2 separate regions of the Sus scrofa genome follow, and region 1 is linked to region 2. A link is a contact called in public Hi-C data. All regions are on one chromosome and are shown on one strand. Each heading gives the region's core, a stretch centred on a gene start, on an enhancer-like site or on the middle of the called end of the contact. The rest is flanking DNA. Distances are from core to core; before and after follow the strand shown. Region 1 holds the start of CDC16 (cell division cycle 16). Region 2 overlaps LOC106504762 (a long non-coding RNA gene).

The links. Hi-C and Micro-C count contacts between places; a contact is called where the count stands out from the background.
Region 1: a Hi-C map of blood shows a contact between it and region 2, with 2.1 times the contacts expected there. The contact joins the promoter of CDC16 here to the enhancer-like site in region 2. A contact is called at or near these places in 5 of 5 promoter capture datasets (fetal liver, fetal skeletal muscle, liver and 1 more), 12 of 47 Hi-C or Micro-C datasets (alveolar macrophages, blood, embryonic fibroblasts and 8 more) and 2 of 2 datasets of contacts at active chromatin or transcription factors (alveolar macrophages and skeletal muscle).

What each region holds. Positions count from the first base shown.
Region 1 is chr11:79,081,676-79,085,822 of Sscrofa11.1, forward strand. CDC16 (cell division cycle 16) reads left to right here and starts at 2,568. Exons shown (of 18, transcript NM_001278771.1): 1 at 2,568-2,652; 2 at 3,893-3,947; 3 at 4,053-4,147. The coding sequence starts at 2,605.
Region 2 is chr11:78,929,711-78,933,928 of Sscrofa11.1, forward strand. LOC106504762 (a long non-coding RNA gene) reads right to left here. Exons shown (of 5, transcript XR_002336799.1): 2 at 3,832-4,218. Among named protein-coding and RNA genes, the nearest start is that of GAS6, 51 kb to the left of the region's middle. Within about 2 kb of position 2,266, at least 18 of the 83 cell types and tissues checked have an H3K27ac peak or open chromatin away from gene starts, as enhancers often do. A contact at or near this core is called in subcutaneous adipose tissue, where this site is marked.

The DNA of each region.
Region 1 (4,147 bases), core at 1,318-3,817, 150 kb after region 2:
ATGAATATAGTGTGAAATATTTTTCAGTCATCAAGAAGAACAAGGCAATTCTGATGGGGAAGTATTCCAGTGAATGAGGCAATTCTCAGAATAATTACATACTGCATCGTCTAATTTTCGTAGAAAAGAAAAAGACATATTTATAAATGTACACATGTGCGTTCAGAGTACAGAAAGGAGACCAGAAAATGCACAGCAATGTGTAGGGATAGCTTCTGGGAAGAGGAGGAGGGGAGGGTCAGCGAAATGTCCAGTTCATACACCGTAACAGGGGGAATCCTTTATAGAGAGAGTGCATCCATGTGAAATATGACAAAAAAGACAAACTCTAAGGAGGCGATACCCAGATAATTATATATAAATGTCACTAAATGAACAGAAGCAATTGAAAATATGGCTTGAAATACAGCCCACAGAACTGATTAATTACCTGCTGGCACTGAAGGGGTAGGGAAGTCTTGCATCTTTGCATTTTTTGGGGGGGGCCCTCAGTTGCGGCATATGGAAGTTCCCAGGCTAGGGGTTGCATCGGAGCTGCAGCTGCTGGCCTACACCACAGCCACAGAAATGTGGGATACGAGATGCGTCTGCAACCTACACACAGCTCAAGGCAACGCCGGATCCTTAACCCACTGTGCGAAGCCAGGGATGGAATCCTCATGGATACTAGTTGGGTTAGTTACCACTGAGCCACAACAGGAACTTCTCTTTGCACTCATTAATTGCATTTACATATTTACACGTTTCCTTCTGTTAGACTGAAGATTTAACATGTACAGAGATTGCTCTCTGAGGTGGCTTTCTGCAAGAGTGCACATAATGTCTTCGTCTTTGCACACATAACTGCTAGCACCATGTTGTGCACATTGAACTAAGTGAAACGTATTTGTCAAATAATGTTTCTTTTTACATTCAATTCATCAAAGAAGGGTTGTTGTGGGTGTTTTTTTAACAGCTTTATTGAGACATGTTTTACATACCATAAAATTTAAAGTGTAGACTTCAGTGGCTTTTAGTTTATTCACAGAGCTATGCAGCAACCACTGCAATCTGGTTTTTCGTTTGTTTGTTTGTTTTTGGCTACACCCCAGGTATATGGAAGTTCCTAGGCCAGGGATCAAGCCAACTTCACAGCTGTGACCTTGCCACAGCTGTGGCATTGCCAGGTCCTTAACCCACTGCACCACATGGGAACTCCCAATGCAATCTGGTTTTGATCACTGTCATCACCCTAAAAGAAATCTTCTACCTTTTAGTAGTCACTTCCCATCAGCCCAACCCCATTCCTCACTCCAGCCTCTGACAATTACTATTCAACTATCTCTATTAATTTGCCTATTCTGGATATTTCATATAAATAGTGTTAAAGAGAAAAATATTCAAATAACATTTGTAAAAGCACTATAAGGAAGATTTATTCAGAGGTGGGGAGCTATCAACACAGGTACAGGGACCACTGTGATGGAAATTTGCAGTGACGGATGTGAGACTTCAAGGCTTCTCCAAGGAGATAAAACTCAAAAGATAAGAATTGCCAGACCCTTATCATCCCACAACAAGGGAGAGATTGGGCTCAACTCAGAATGCAGCACAGGCAGGTGGGAATGCCCATCCAGGGAGCAGGGTGCTGGTCTTTGAGTGGAAAATTACTAAGAGGAAACCTGGGGTCGGGGGATTCTTCCTGAAGGCAGGCTGGGTGATCAGACATCACCCGGGAGGTTGTCAGGATGAGGAACCTACAGGGTGGGGGATTTTGGCTGAACTGACATCAGAATGCTTGCAAAAACTGAACAACGCAGAAAGGAACATGGAAGTCCAAAAAACAAGCCTCCTTGAAATGATTTAGGGAAGCCTGAGCAAACTTTGGTCAGTGATAGAATTGGTGTTCCTGGAACGACACAGAATACGAGGTCTCTCGTGATTGGCTCCTTCACTAAGCATAAGGTTCAAACGTGACATTTCATTCATTGTTGCTGAATAATATTCCATTGTATGGACCCAGGTTTTAACAGATCCACATCTTTTCGGTTCTTGTTTTTGATCAGCTACCGCTCCAGGAGGCTGCATTTTGCCAAAGGACAATCTGAAAGGACACTAGCCCTTGGCTGTACGGTCAGAGAGCTTCTACACCACGTGCCGGGACTCCGCGTGGGCGCTCACTTCACCGCACAACCAGCCTCTGAGGCTTTTATTGCCATTTTTACGAGAGAAGCACGAGTCACATTTAGATGCACTGAACCTGGGGGCGTGGCGGCCAAGCGCCCGACTCCGAAAGAGTTAATCAGAAATGGGCGCACTGACACGTCATTGGCTGCGCCTCCGCCGCGAAATGAGTCTCAGAGTAAAGGCGACTGCAGCCCCCAGGAACCCAGGCAACGCAAGGGCTAAGAGAACGCCACGGAACCTACGGCGCGACGCCCGTTTCCGGCGCCAGAGGGGGATGCGTTTGCGGCGGACTTCCGGGGCGGGGCTGGGTCGGGAGCGGAAGTTTCCCGGCGGCGCGCGCAGTCCGGCTGGGTTGGACAGGGTGTGAGGATCCGAGCGCGGGGTACGTCCGGCCGGCAGCCGGAAGGAGGGCGCGCGCCGGACCCTGGCCGTGCAGCCATGAACCTGGAGCGGCTGCGGAAGCGCGTCCGGCAGTACCTGGACCAGGTGGGCGGCCCGGGGCTCGTGAGGCAGCCCCTTGTACGCAGAGGAGGCTGCTATCGGCGTCTTGGTGGCGCGCAGCCCTGAGGGCCTGGGCTTTGGTTCAGAGTAAAGCTCCGGAAGGGAGGGCTCCGGCCCTCAGCCCTTTGCAGGCTGGAGGCAGAGGAATACTGAGCAGGAAGCCGCCTATGCGTCCGGCGAGTCTTGCACATGTTCAAGCCCCGCTCCGCAGCCTGCCCACCCGGGGCGCGTCGGTGCTCAGTACAAACTTCGTGCCAAGTGGAAGCTGAAGGATACTTTTAAGAGGAAAGTTTCGAGGTGGACTTTGAATTTAGCTAGCTCATAGAAAATATTTGAAAAGTTCAGTTGTAATTCTTACTTGGCCGAATTTAAGTGAATAGAGAGAAAAACGAATCTGTAGTCTCAGAATCAGTACTTTAAAAAGAAAAAGTTCAGTATAAACGGCACGTTCATTCCCTGCACTGCCCTCGAATGGACAGCAAACAGTGTTTAAGGGACAGAAGTGTTTCCAGAATCAGCAGCATCAGCTTAATACATGTTGTCATTTAGTTGTGTAAATCATGTTCTCCGAAAAAGTTGGAAACCAAGTAGGTGAGGGAAAAGCGTATTGTGTGAACTGTTCCGAACTGGATGTGAGATGTTGCTGTCAAATGTTCGAAGCATGCTGAAGGGCTGCATTTTGGTTAACTGTAAGTCAGCTGAGGTGAATAAATGTTTCCTGAGCACCTTTTCTCTTGCTCTGGGGATATAATGAGGAGTGAGACCAGCCTGGTTCCACCCTCCTGGCACTTAACGGCCCATAAGCATTTCTCCTCCTAGATTGACTGTCAGCAGAGGTCCTGGTTTGCATCCAGGAGGACTGAAGCAAAGACCGAGAACCATTGCTAATGGCTAGATATTACAAAAGGGTCATTGAAATTATCTGCTTTTTAGATACCTCCTGAGTTTATCCTGTTTTAGGTACGTTTTTGCAGTGTGTTGAGTTTTTTTTTTTTTTAAAGTACCTCCTTGAATTATTGATATCAAAGATTTTATAGTAATATTTTTATTGTATCATTGAACTAAAACTAACCTAGCTTAGATATAAGATAGAGATACAGTATGAGAGACCCCCTACTACATGTAAAAAAATTATTGTATTGACTTGTTGATTTATCTTGTAGCATTTAGATATCTGTGTAAAACTATTGAAATAACAGCAGTTTCCACCTTTTTTTGGATACAGCAACAGTATCAGAGTGCTCTATTTTGGGCAGATAAAGTAGCTTCACTTTCTCATGGTGAGTGACAAATTCAAAATTTTTTTTCCCCCTCATTTCTCTATCATTAAAAGTCTTCTTGCTTTACTTTGCACCTCTGACCATGTATGTGGTTTTTCCCTCCAGAGGAACCCCAGGACATTTACTGGTTGGCTCAGTGTCTTTACCTGACAGCGCAGTATCATAGAGCAGCTCATGCACTTCGGTCACGGAAACTGGAC
Region 2 (4,218 bases), core at 1,016-3,515:
AAAAAATGGTCTTCATAAAAATAAAAAACTCGGAGTTCCCGTCGTTGCTCAGTGGTTAACGAATCTGACTAGGAACCATGACGTGGTGGGTTCGATCCCTGGCCTCGCTCAGTGGGTTAAGGATCCGGCGTTGCCGTGAGCTGTGGTGTAGGTCACAGACACAGCTTGGATCCCGCGTAGCTGTGGCCCTGGCGTAGGCTGGTGGCTACAGCTCCGATTAGACCCCTAGCCTGAGAACCTCCATATGCCGCAGGAGCGGCCCCAGAAAAGGCAAAAAAAAAAAAAAAAAGACAATAAAATAAAATAAAATACTCATGCATCAAAAGACATTATCAAGAAAGTGAAAAGACAACCTACAGCATAGTGTAAACTATTTGCAAATCACATCTCGAATGAGGGTTTAATCTCCAAACTTAACAAAACTTACAACTCCACAACACAAACACCTCAGTGTTTTAAATGGGAAGAGAATTTGAATCAAGATTTTCTCCAAAGAAGATATAAAAATGGCCAACAAGCACATGAAAAGATGTTCAATATCATGAGTTATTAAGGGAATGCTTATCAAAACCATAATGAGGGAGTTCCCACTGTGGCTCAGCAGGTTACGAACCCAACTAGTGTCCATGAGGATGTGGGTTTGATCCCTGGCCTCGCTCAGTGGGATAAGGATCCAGTGTCTCCATAAGCTGCGGTGCAGGTCGCAGATGTGGCTCGGAGTCCGCAGTGATGTGGCTGGGCTGCAGGCCAGCAGCCGCAGTTCTGCTGGACCTCTCACCTGGGAACGTGCATATGCCACAGGTGCAGCCCTAAAAAGCAAAAAGCAAAACCAAAACACCAACAAAAACGCTGTGGGATACTACCATATATCCACAAGGATGGTTGTGACTTTTTTTAGAGCAAAACAAGGTGAAAATGTAGAGAACTAGGACTCCTCACACATTGCTGGTAGAAAAGTTAAGTGATGCAGCTGCTGTGGGAAACAGTTTGGTGGCTCCTAAAAAAATTACATGTACAATGATCTTGTGACCCAGCACTTCAGCTCCTAGGTGTACATCCAAGGGAAACGAAGCGTAAGTCCACACGGAAACTTGCACACGAATGTTCACAGCAGTCAAACCTAGAAACGACGCCAACGTCCCGCAGGTGAGCGGATAGACAAAGTACGGTATGACCCCGCAAGGAGAGCGTGTTCAGCCACAAGGAATGGAGTAGGAGACCTGTGCTACAAACCGTATGACCCCTGAAGACCTCATGCTCAGTGAAAGAAGCTGGACACAGAAGGTCACACATCGTAGTGACCTTCTACATGAAATGCCCGGGGCAGGCCAGTCCTCTGGGACAGAGTGCTGGTCGGTGGTCATCTGGGGTTGGGGTGCAGGGAGGGATTAGTAAAGGTTTGGGGCGTTTTTCCAGGGTGAGTGTTTTGAAAACATTTTAAACTAGAGACATGTAAGTGCACGTACACTTTAAATGGTTGTTTGTTATGCAAAGTTTACCTCAATAAATAAAAGTAAAAAGAAAGCCTTAGGTTTATGAGCGAGTCTGTCTCTACACGGTGATGGCAGCTTATCAGCTTATCGCGGTTATTTCAGTGCACAGACCAAACCACCGACACCTGCCTCCCCTTCCTGCCCCTCCTCCGGCTTCATGGCCCATCAGAGCCGGCAGGGACCAGATTGGCCCTCGAGGCCGAGGTTGTTGAAGATGCTACAATTTGAATCTGCCCCCGCAACTCTTCTGACACCTGGCCATCTCCTGGGGATCGTCCCTGGGCCTTTGACCCCTGAGGCAAGGTCAGAGCTTGGCCCGAGTGTCACACTTACCATCCTGCCGACAAAGAGCCACCCCATCTCCTGTGGGGTCAACATACCTCCTGCACCTCACTCGACAGGGAGGCCGTCGGTTCCGTGACTGGGGCCAGTGTGGGTGGCCTGCTGTCTGGGCCGAGGCGGGGCAGCACTGACCCTTAGCCCGGAGCTGACCCTGAGTCTGGGGGCAGGACCCTGCAACCTGCACGGCGGTGCTTCCTCGGATCAGCAGTCCCCGCTTGCCCTCCTTCGCCCCCAGTCTGGGACTTTCAATGCCAGGGACTGGTGCTGGGCCTTCTGCCCCATTCCCTCCCCCACCCCCACCCCTGGGTGCTGTCCCGCACCCACAGGTGGCCCTCCTGCCTTCAGGGAGCACACGCGCCAGGCAGCCGCTGCTGCTCCAGTGAGACCTACAGTAATTACCGTGATGACTAAGTAGGTTTGGTCATGTGTGTATTTGCCAGAGTTTCCAGCTCCTGAGGCCAGCGTGGCGTCACATACTGACACCAGCCAGCAGCCCGAGGGCTCAGAGCCTTCGACGTCCAAGCTCGCCAGCCGCCCGGGGAGTCTCGGGGGCTGTTCACGCAGCCTGGTCCCCGTGGAGGAACGTGTACCCACAAAACTCTGGAGGTTCTTGGAACAGATGTTGCGAAACCTTAGCTCCAGATGTGGCTCAGGCAGTTACAGGGAAATGGGCCGTTTGTTTATCCTGCTAAGCGCTGCCTGTGGGTCGCGTGTCCCCGGGCAGAGGATGCGTGGGGCGGGTCCCTGCCAGACCTCAGGGCCTGCGCTGCAGTGCACCCGACTGGGTGGTGGGGGGGCTTCCAGGGCTTGATGGGGCACCAAGCAGGGTGGAACACTGGCGCAGGTGCAGGTGCAGGTGCAGGGCCCGCGGGTTTCCAGCTGTGCACGAGGAAAGGGGCGAGCAGGGCTGATGAAGGAAACGAAGGCCAGAGCTGGGGGCGACGGCCGGGAGCAGAGACCTGAGAAGGAGGAGCAGCAGGGGGCCCAGCCCCTCCAAGCGCCGGGCCGACAGCCTCCGAGACGCCTGCTCCTGGGCCTCCCAGCCTCGGTCTCACCTGTGAGCAGATACCAGAGGCTGCCCCACGAGGTCATGACACAGGAAGTGCTTTGGGCTCCTATCACCATGTGCCGGACACCCCTCCCCGCAGGAGCTTAGTGCCAGCTTCCCATGAGGGCTCTTGGCCTTGGTCCACTGTGCTCTGCGACCACGGATGCTAACGCTGAATGCCACACTCCCCAGGTCACCGTGCCCCACTGCTCTGGCCAGGACAGGGAACGGCTGCATGCCAAGGAGAGGCTGTGCTTGCTTAGGGAGCAGTCAGGGCCAAAGTCAGAAGGTGCTCAATCCTGGCCTGACTAGCCCGGCTGGAAAGACCCAATCGCCAACCAGACGCTGGGGCTCAGCCAAGCAAGGAGGCGGTCCCGCCCCAGGCCAGCAGCCTCCACTCCCCTTCCCCACCCCCCACTGCAGCCCGGGAACAGAGCCCGGGGAGGGGGACTGTGTCCCTGGGGGAAGTTCTACCCACCCCTGCCTGAGGCCCCCTGTGCCCCAGGCTGTGCCCCGCCAGGGAGGTGGGTCTGCCTGAGGGCCCTGCCCAGGTGGGAGCAGCACAGTTGGGAGGGGGGCACTGCTCCTGCCAGGCCGGGGTCCCCCATCAGCAAAGTGGATTCACAGGACAGACTGTCAAGCCAAAAAGGAATCCTTGGCCGTCTGGAGCCTTCGCATGGCTGGGATCAAGCTGCATTCTTTCCCCTTGAACATGATGTCTGCGAGACTCTCTTTGCAGCATCAGTAGTGAATCTAAGAGAGAAATGGAAGCCTGAACCTTATAAGCCGGGAGACTGTCTCTGGGGCCCTGAGACTGTTTCTCCCGTTAGAGGTCAAATCACAGTGAGACGAAGGTCACACATCAAAGTGACAGTTCACATAGTCCAACAGATGAGGAGCGAGCCCCCGACCCCTTACAGGACTGAGAAAAGAGGCGTTTATCCTCACCTCCTGAGGAGTTACCTTGTGGCGCCACGAAGGAACCGCTTTGGGGCTAAGTCGGCGTTCCTGTGTCCTGTGGGGGACCCAGCAGAAGTGTGGCGACACTCACAGAGCACACTGAAGGGGGGTGTGCCCAGGGGCAGAGAACACTTTGTGTCACACTTTTCTTGTCCTGCCTTCCCAGTAACTACTTCCCAGTAGCCACTCTTTTGGGGTAAGAGTTTGTGGGCGGGGTTGTCCAGGTGAGAGTTTGTGGGCGGGGTTGTCCAGGTGAGAGTTTGTGGGCGGGGTTGTCCAGGTGAGGCAGGATGGGGCCTTGTTCAGGGCAGGGCCATAGGATGAGAGAGAAGCCGCTCAGGCGGGAGGCGCATCTCTGGTGGGGTCCCTTACCTG